2 separate regions of the Ovis aries genome follow, and region 2 is linked to region 1. The links are chromatin contacts, called in public Hi-C maps. All regions are on one chromosome and are shown on one strand. Each heading gives the region's core, a stretch centred on a gene start, on an enhancer-like site or on the middle of the called end of the contact. The rest is flanking DNA. Distances are from core to core; before and after follow the strand shown.

Region 1 (3,825 bases), core at 735-3,234:
TGGGTGGTGGCCCGAGGACGGTCCCTTGACTTACCTCTTCCGTGGAAATTTTCGCTCTTTCCAAGTTATGTCTATTTCTCCTCTTGGGTGTTAAAATCAAGCCTTTTCCAACAAAAAGAGATTTCACTGAGGTATGGACTTATGTTTTTAAACGTGGACCATAAGGAGGACAGGAAGGAGATTGTTAGCTGAGAGAGAGTAAGGAAGGCTGAATTTGGAGTGTGAAGCCGGTGGCTGAGCTGGGTGTCAGGCTGTAAAGGTGACCTTCAGGAACTGGCTGAGCTCTGCTGTGTTCTAACCCTGACCGCGTCTCGGAATAGGACCCAGAGGGCGGGCTTACCGTCCTCGTCCCCAGGATGGGGTGTGAGGGGACCTCACTCTTCCCCGGCCAGGCGTCCGAGTGACAGTCATGCTGGCCATCATTGCTGGGAGCTGTTCCGGGCAGCAGGGAACCAGGCACCGCAGCTTAGAAAGGTGGAGTGGGGCCTGCTGTGAAAAATGCAGGCTCTTGGATATTTAAAATGTATTTTCCTTCCCATCTTTGGATGGATAGATGTAAAAGCCGTGTGATAGATGAGGCCCAGGAAAGGGGGTTGTCATCAGATGCAGAGATTCTGCCCCCAGGCGCTGAAAGGATGCTCTGGTACCGGTCATCTCTCTACTACCCGTCCTTTGCTTGGACGTAATTGGATTAAGAATCACTCTGTGGAGATCTGGACAAACCATTCTGGGCTTCTTAGGGAGGGAAAAGTATTCTGTAAATACAAAGTCTGACCTGGCTGGAAAAGAATAATTTTTAAAGCTTAGAAAACTTGGCAGCATGTGTGTGTTTGGGTCCTGAGTTTTATTAAACTAAGTGATGAATGACTTCCAGGCAATGAGGCAGAGAGGCTAGAGAGAAGTTTCCAAGTGGTTGCCAATATGTCTAGAGCAAGGACACCAAATCCAGGTTCCCCAGCTGCTTTTTTGCTACAATGCCCTTACATTGTAAAAGTTGCTCTTTTTTTCTGTGTTAACAATATTCAGACTCAGAACAGGGTTGCTGATATGTGATCTTTAAAATATTGTGCATACATGTGTCATCATTGACTCAACGGACATAAGTCTGAGCAAATTCCAAAAGATAGTGAAGGACAGGGAAGCCTGGCAAGCTGCAGTCCGTGGGGTCGCAGAGTCGGATACGATTGAGCTTCTGAACAGCAGAAACACAGTTCTGAAAGTACCTTGTTATGAAATAGTATGCATTTAAACTTTTTTTTTTTTGGAGTGTTTGTGAAGTCAACTCAGGTCTGCTTTAGAAAGTAAAACTATATTTGTGTGTTAAGGTAAAAAATTCTCAGCAAGGCAAATGTTTAAAATATTTAAGGAAACAATGACAATATAGGATAGAGGTCATTGTTGGATGGTAAATGTTTAAATTCAAAAGACATACATCAACTCTGTTCTCTCCTTTAAAACACATCTGAGCCTTAATTAAACACCTATTTTTAGCAGAAGGTTTTACTAATGTTCCACTAGAGGGCAGCATTTGATAAGGGTTTGATATATGATTCATCATGTATAGCTATCATAGAAGTTTGATTTGATTTTAAAACAATGATAGTAGTAGAAAATACGTATCCTGCTTTCATCAGCACAACTAAGGTAAAGAAGCTGTGCTGTGCTTGGTTTCAACGTGGGGTAAACAGTCCTTAAAGCAGTGTATCCTGAGTTGAATAGGGTGTGTTTGTTTTGTAGTTTTCAAGATGAAAAAGCAATCAAAGGAACTAAAAACAATTTAGGTGGTACTTTACAAGGGCTGGATTGATCCCATTGGCTTGCTAAAAAGGAGTTTGGTTGTTTTAACTCAATCTCCAACACACTATTTACCCTCCCTGGGAAACCATCCAAATTTGGCTGCATTCCATATGCTAGAAAAAGCTCGGAGCTGGAGCCAACTGTGGGTTTGACTGAGGTGGCAGAATAGCCCAAGGAGAGGTTGCAGGCTGCTTCCCAGGGGCCAGAAGTGTCCTAGCCGCACCTGTGGGGCAGTAGTGACTGGGAAGTGGCAGAGAGGTGTGCCTGGCTCTTCGATGTTAGTCAATAAAGGCTGATTTTTCTTTTACTCACTTGCTATGCAATTGTATCCTGTCTTGTGGTGCTGCTTACCTTATTACACTTTTAAAAATTAAAAAAACTCATGCACATGATAAACAAACAATGTAAGATGGAACATGATTAAAACTGCCTTTCTGACCTCCCAAACCAGACCCACTGTCCAGAGGTAACCACCAGCAATGATTTTTTTGGCATATCATGCAGAAAATGTTCTTGCAGAAAGATGCTTATATCATTATAGGTATATGTTATACAAATAGGTGCAAATTCTATAGACATTAGTCTATTCCTTGTTTTTTTCTGTTCCACAATGAATCTTGGATGGCTTCCATATCTTATGGCTTAGGTTTTCAATTTTATTTCCCTGGTAAGACATACTTCTCAATGGCAGAAACTTCATTTTTTTCCCTTTTCTTTTTTTGCCTCGTAATGTCAGAGGGACTACTGTCATCATTCTAGGTGTTTAACAACCATTTTGAGAATAAAGAAGATGTCGTGTGTACATATGTGTGTGTGTGTGTGTGTGTGTGTGCGCGCGCGCATACATGCATGCTAAGTTGCTTCAGTTTCGTCTGACTTTTTGCGACCCTATGCACTGTATCCTGCCAGGTTCCTCTCTCCGTGGCATTCTCCAGGCAAGAATACTGGAGTGGGTGGCCATGCTCTCCTCCAGGGGATCTTACCCACCCAGGAATCGAACCTGTATCTCTTACATCTCCTGTATTGGCAGGCAGGTTCTTTACTTCTAGCATCACCTGGGAAGCCTATATATGTGCTCTGTGTGTGTGTGTGTGTGTGTGTGTGTGTGTGTGTGTGTGTATACAATGGAATATTATTACTTAGCCATAAAAGAGTGAAATAATGATATTTGTTGCAACATGAAGGGAGCTAGAGATGATCATATTCGGTGAAGTAAGTCAGAGAAAGACAAATATCATGTGATATCACAAATATCATGTGATATATGTGGAATCTCAAAAAACGATGCAAATGAACTTATTTACAAGACAGAAACAGACTCACAAACATAGAAAAACAGACTCACAAACATAGAAAAACAAACGTAGGGTTACCAAAGGGAGAAGGGGAAGAGGAGGGAGAAATGAAGAGGATGGGATCAACAGATAGAGACTACAATATATAAAATAGACAAACAACAAAAACCTACTGTATAGCACACAGAACTCTATTCAATATCCTATAATAAATAAACTGTAGTAGAAAAGAATCTGAAAAGCAATGTTTATGTATTTTCTCTTTTTTTTAAAAAATATTTATTTATTTATCTTACTTTACAATATTGTATCGGTGTTGCCATACATTGACATGAATCTGCCACGGGTGTACATGTGTTCCCCATCCTGAACCCCCCTCCCACCTCCCTCCCCATCCCATCCCTCTGGGTCATCCCAGTGCACCAGCCCTGAGCATCCTGACTGTTGCATAGAACCTGGACTGGTGATTCGTTTCACATATACATGTTTCAATGCCATTCTCCCAAACCATCCCACCCTTGCCCTCTCCCACTGAGTCCAAAAGACTGTTCTATACATCTGTGTCTCTTTTGCTGTCTTGCATACAGGGTTATCATTACCATCTTTTTAAATTCCATATATATGCGTTAGTATACTGTATTGGTGTTTTCCTTTCTGGCTTACTTCACCCTGTATAATAGGCTCCAGTTTCATCCATCTCATTAGAACTGATTCAAATGCATTCTTTTTAATG
Region 2 (3,825 bases), core at 466-2,965, 79 kb after region 1:
TTTTTGACGACAGTAAGAGACACAGTTTGTACAGTAGGCACATAGGTCTGCAACTGAAACCAAAGCATCAAGGAACAGTACTCATTCTGATTATGTCCATTGTACCCTATTCTGTCCTGGTCCTTAAAGATGTGCTGTTCACAGTCATTAAAAAGATTCACAACCCACCAGTGGATTGAGACATGCAGTTTGGAAAATATTGATCTAGAAGTTTCTCAAACAATCCCCACAGGACATATGCCCAATACAAGTCCATGGTCTCAAATAGATATTATGAACCTCAGGGAATGAAGAGGAAAATAAAATGAATTCAGAAAGTGTCCCCCAACTAGAACATATTGTCTATGGATTAGGCAGTTAACTCTTGGAAATTGTTTGAAATATGATTTTAAAAACTAAAATAGCAGCATTTCAGCTACTGTGTTTCTACCATATTATGTGCATAGTAAGTTGCTTCAGTTATGCCCAACTCCTTGAGACCCCATGGACTGTAGCCTGCCCGGGTCCTCTGTCCATGGGATTCTCCAAGCAAGAATACTGGAGTGGGCTATTTCCTCCTCCTGGGATCTTCCGGACACAGAGATTGAACCTGCAACTCTTAATGTCTGTTTGCATTGGCAGGCGGGTTCTTTACCACTAACGCCACCTGGGAACCACATTGTGAGCACAGCATCTATCGCTCATAATTGTTATTGCCTTTTTATACATCAGTGTCCACCTGCCTAACCTTTGACCTAGAAGGAAGGGGCTGTACTTTAATCTCAGGGCATTGATTGTTGTGCCTGTTGGGTGCTCAATAAGTACTGGTTCACTTGATACACTAAAAGAATGAATCATGAATTGCAACCATCCTACTTTCTTGTTATTCCCACTATTCAAAATAACTTTAAGTTCAAAAGGCAATGACTTGGTCTATGTACAATCCATGCATTAAAAACAAGGACTACTCGGGACTTCTCTGGGGGTCCAGTGGTTAAGACTTCGTGCTCCCAATGCAGGGGGTGCAGGTTCAATTCCTGGTCAAGAACCTATGATCCCACACCAAAAAAAAAAAAAAAAAAAAAAAAAATTAGGGACTACAAGCTTTATCCTTTTGATATTACCCTGGGGAAATCCAGAGTCTGAATGGAGGGAGAAGTCACAAAGAAAGAGGGAGGAACATGGTTCCCAGACTCCTGAAGCGTGGGTCTGTGCCATTCAAATAAATGCCAGTTTGTAATGATTTTTTTTCTTTTCATTTGGTGACTTGACTACCTCCTAATTGAGTTGAAGCCTAAAGGCTTTACATACAAGTCTGGCCAAAGCAACTGAACTGCAATGCGAGAGTATGAATTTTGTCTCGTGGCTATGTTGGAAAGGAAAAGCTGTGATGAGCCTTCCAGCGGGGCACCTTACAAGCACTGGGGAGCTCCCTATGCTGTGAGTCTTTGCCACAGGCCAAGACCACACACTCTGAAGGCCCCAGAGAGAAAGTCTGTGCAGCTGGAAGCAACAGGGCAGACTCCAGGTCTACACGGCTGTCCTGCCTATGGGTTCTCACAGGTGCAAGTGCAGCCTCGCTCCCCAAGGAGTCAAGACCCAGGGTCTCTGGGGACTCACGGGATGCCTGCACAGCTCCAGGACCCTGCCCGATGGACTGGTATGTGAAACAGCAACTCTTCATGCCCCAGCCTTTGGGAGGGACCAGAGATGACATCAATGCCCTGTTTGTTCTCTGGGCAGACAGAGTGTGTGTACCACCAACACCATTACACATGCTGCCTGATGCTAAGAGAGATGCAGGGATGGACGGTGTTGGGTCAGTGCCATCTCTTTGTTTTTCTCTTTGAAATGAACTGGGAAAATAGGTTGTACTGCAGTCCACAGGGTTTTCTTTGGATTTTTGTTTGTGAGTAGTCATTAATAATGAAGCTACCAATTGCAAACTAAAAAACTAAAATATATTTTTAAAGTCTATTTACGTGGAGATTTAAAAATAATGTTACAACGTTTTCCAGATATTGCAGTAGTATTTATTTATTCTATGAAACAGAAATGCTTTTTAAAATTGTGAGTGAACATAATCACTTATATGTATCTGAAGAGAATGAAAAGAACATGAGCTTTCGGTTAGGCAGACCTGGGTTTGAAAGGCAGCGCTGGCCCTTTCTAACCTGCATGTGTGTGTGTTAAGCTGCTTCAGTCATTTTCGACTCTGCGCAACCCTGTGGACTGTAGCTGGCTCCTTTGTCCATGGCATTCTCCAGGCGAGAATGTTGGAGGGTATTGCCATTTCCTTCTCCAGGGGATCTTCGGGACCCAGGGATCGACCCCACCTCTCTTAGGTCTCTTGTGTTGGTGGGTTCTTCCCTGGTGGCTCAGACAGTAAAGCGTCTGTCTGCAATGCAGGAGACCCGTGTTCGATCCCTGGGTTGGGAAGATCCCCTGGAGAAGGAGATGGCAGCCCACTCCAGTATTCTTGCCTGGAAAATCCCACGGATAGAGCCTGGTAGGCTACCGTCCATGGGGTCACAAAGAGTCGGACACGATTGAGCGAGTTCACTTTCACTTTCACTTTACCACTAGTGCCACCTGGGAAGCCTTCTAACCTGCACGGCAGGGGTTAAATATATAACTTCCCTGGTCCTCAATCTCCTATCAAGACAGGAAAACAAACCATACAGGATTGCTGTGAGGATTAAATACAAGTGCAGTCAAATTAATTTATTAAATCAGCTAGATCTATTTTTTCACTTCTAATTTAATAAATACATAATTTGGGGCATGTAAATACTACGTATGTTTACATTTTAGCTTTCATGTATATTTCACATCTAGTTTTATAAACGTAAGTCAAAATCTTCTTTCCCACAACCCTTTAAGAGTCTGTGAAGCAGAAAAGAGAAAAACATAATTTTATTTTACAGATGAAAAAGTTAATTCCCACGAAGAGAGTGAGTTAACCAAACCAAGCCTGAAGTCCGATTTTTTGACTTCCAAATACTGGTAAAGTCCCAGGTGAAAGTGTTGTGAAAGCGTTAGTTGCTCAGTCCTATCCAAGTCTGCGACCCCAGGGACTATGTACAGCCTGCCAGTCTCCTCTGTCCATGGGATTCTCCAGGCAAGAGTACTGCAGTGGGTTGCCATTTCCTTCTCCAAGAATACTGGAGTGGGTTGCATTTCCTTCTCCAGGGGATCTTCCCCACCCAGAGATCGAACCCCAATCTCTTGCATTGCAGGCAGATTCTTTCCTAGGTTACCTGCTGTTACCAGTGCAGCGATTTACAACCAGAGGAGAGGACGGGGTGAGATTAGGAGTAGGGTGGGGATGCGTACTTGGAAGAAATACAGTAATACTTTAATCATTTCTATTTGTCTTTAATTGTGACCCTTAATTTATCTGAAGACTTCAAAGGATATTAGAGGCGAACACGGGCTGTTTCTGTCTATCTGAAGGGGCGTTGGTTGGAGAAGTGCCAAAATCACCACCCTAGGAAGCCGGTTCCCCCCAAATGAAACCTGAAACCAACCTTTCGTTTCCTGGGGATGGGCTCATCAAAGAGCAGGTTGCCGGCCTCTGCCTCGTCGATGCCATCGTCTGGGGGCGCGGGGCTGCGGAAGGGCTTGAAGCTGTCGGCGGACAGCGGCGGCGACGGCGTGGACGGGTTGGACTGGTCGCTGGGGGCACTCCAGCTCCAGTAGCCGCTGCTGCTGGTGCTGGAAGGCACGCCGCCCCCCTCCTTCCAGGATCCGCTCAGGCCCTCTGTCGGAGCACACAAGCACAGCGTCAGCGCCCAGTCCCGGGCTCCCGGGGCACCCAGGCCGGGGTCAGAGGGGCAGTGACCG

The links. Hi-C and Micro-C count contacts between places; a contact is called where the count stands out from the background.
Region 2: a Hi-C map of hypothalamus shows a contact between it and region 1, with 4 times the contacts expected there. The contact joins two enhancer-like sites. A contact is called at or near these places in 5 of 16 Hi-C or Micro-C datasets (hypothalamus, mixed tissues, muscle and 1 more).

The regions. Positions count from the first base shown.
Region 1 is chr9:56,877,822-56,881,646 of ARS-UI_Ramb_v3.0, forward strand. No RefSeq gene overlaps it. Among named protein-coding and RNA genes, the nearest start is that of ZBTB10, 130 kb to the left of the region's middle. Within about 2 kb of position 1,985, at least 5 of the 54 cell types and tissues checked have an H3K27ac peak or open chromatin away from gene starts, as enhancers often do.
Region 2 is chr9:56,956,791-56,960,615 of ARS-UI_Ramb_v3.0, forward strand. It overlaps ZNF704 (zinc finger protein 704), which reads right to left. Exons shown (of 9, transcript XM_027973082.3): 4 at 3,510-3,742. Among named protein-coding and RNA genes, the nearest start is that of ZNF704, 210 kb to the right of the region's middle. Within about 2 kb of position 1,716, at least 9 of the 54 cell types and tissues checked have an H3K27ac peak or open chromatin away from gene starts, as enhancers often do.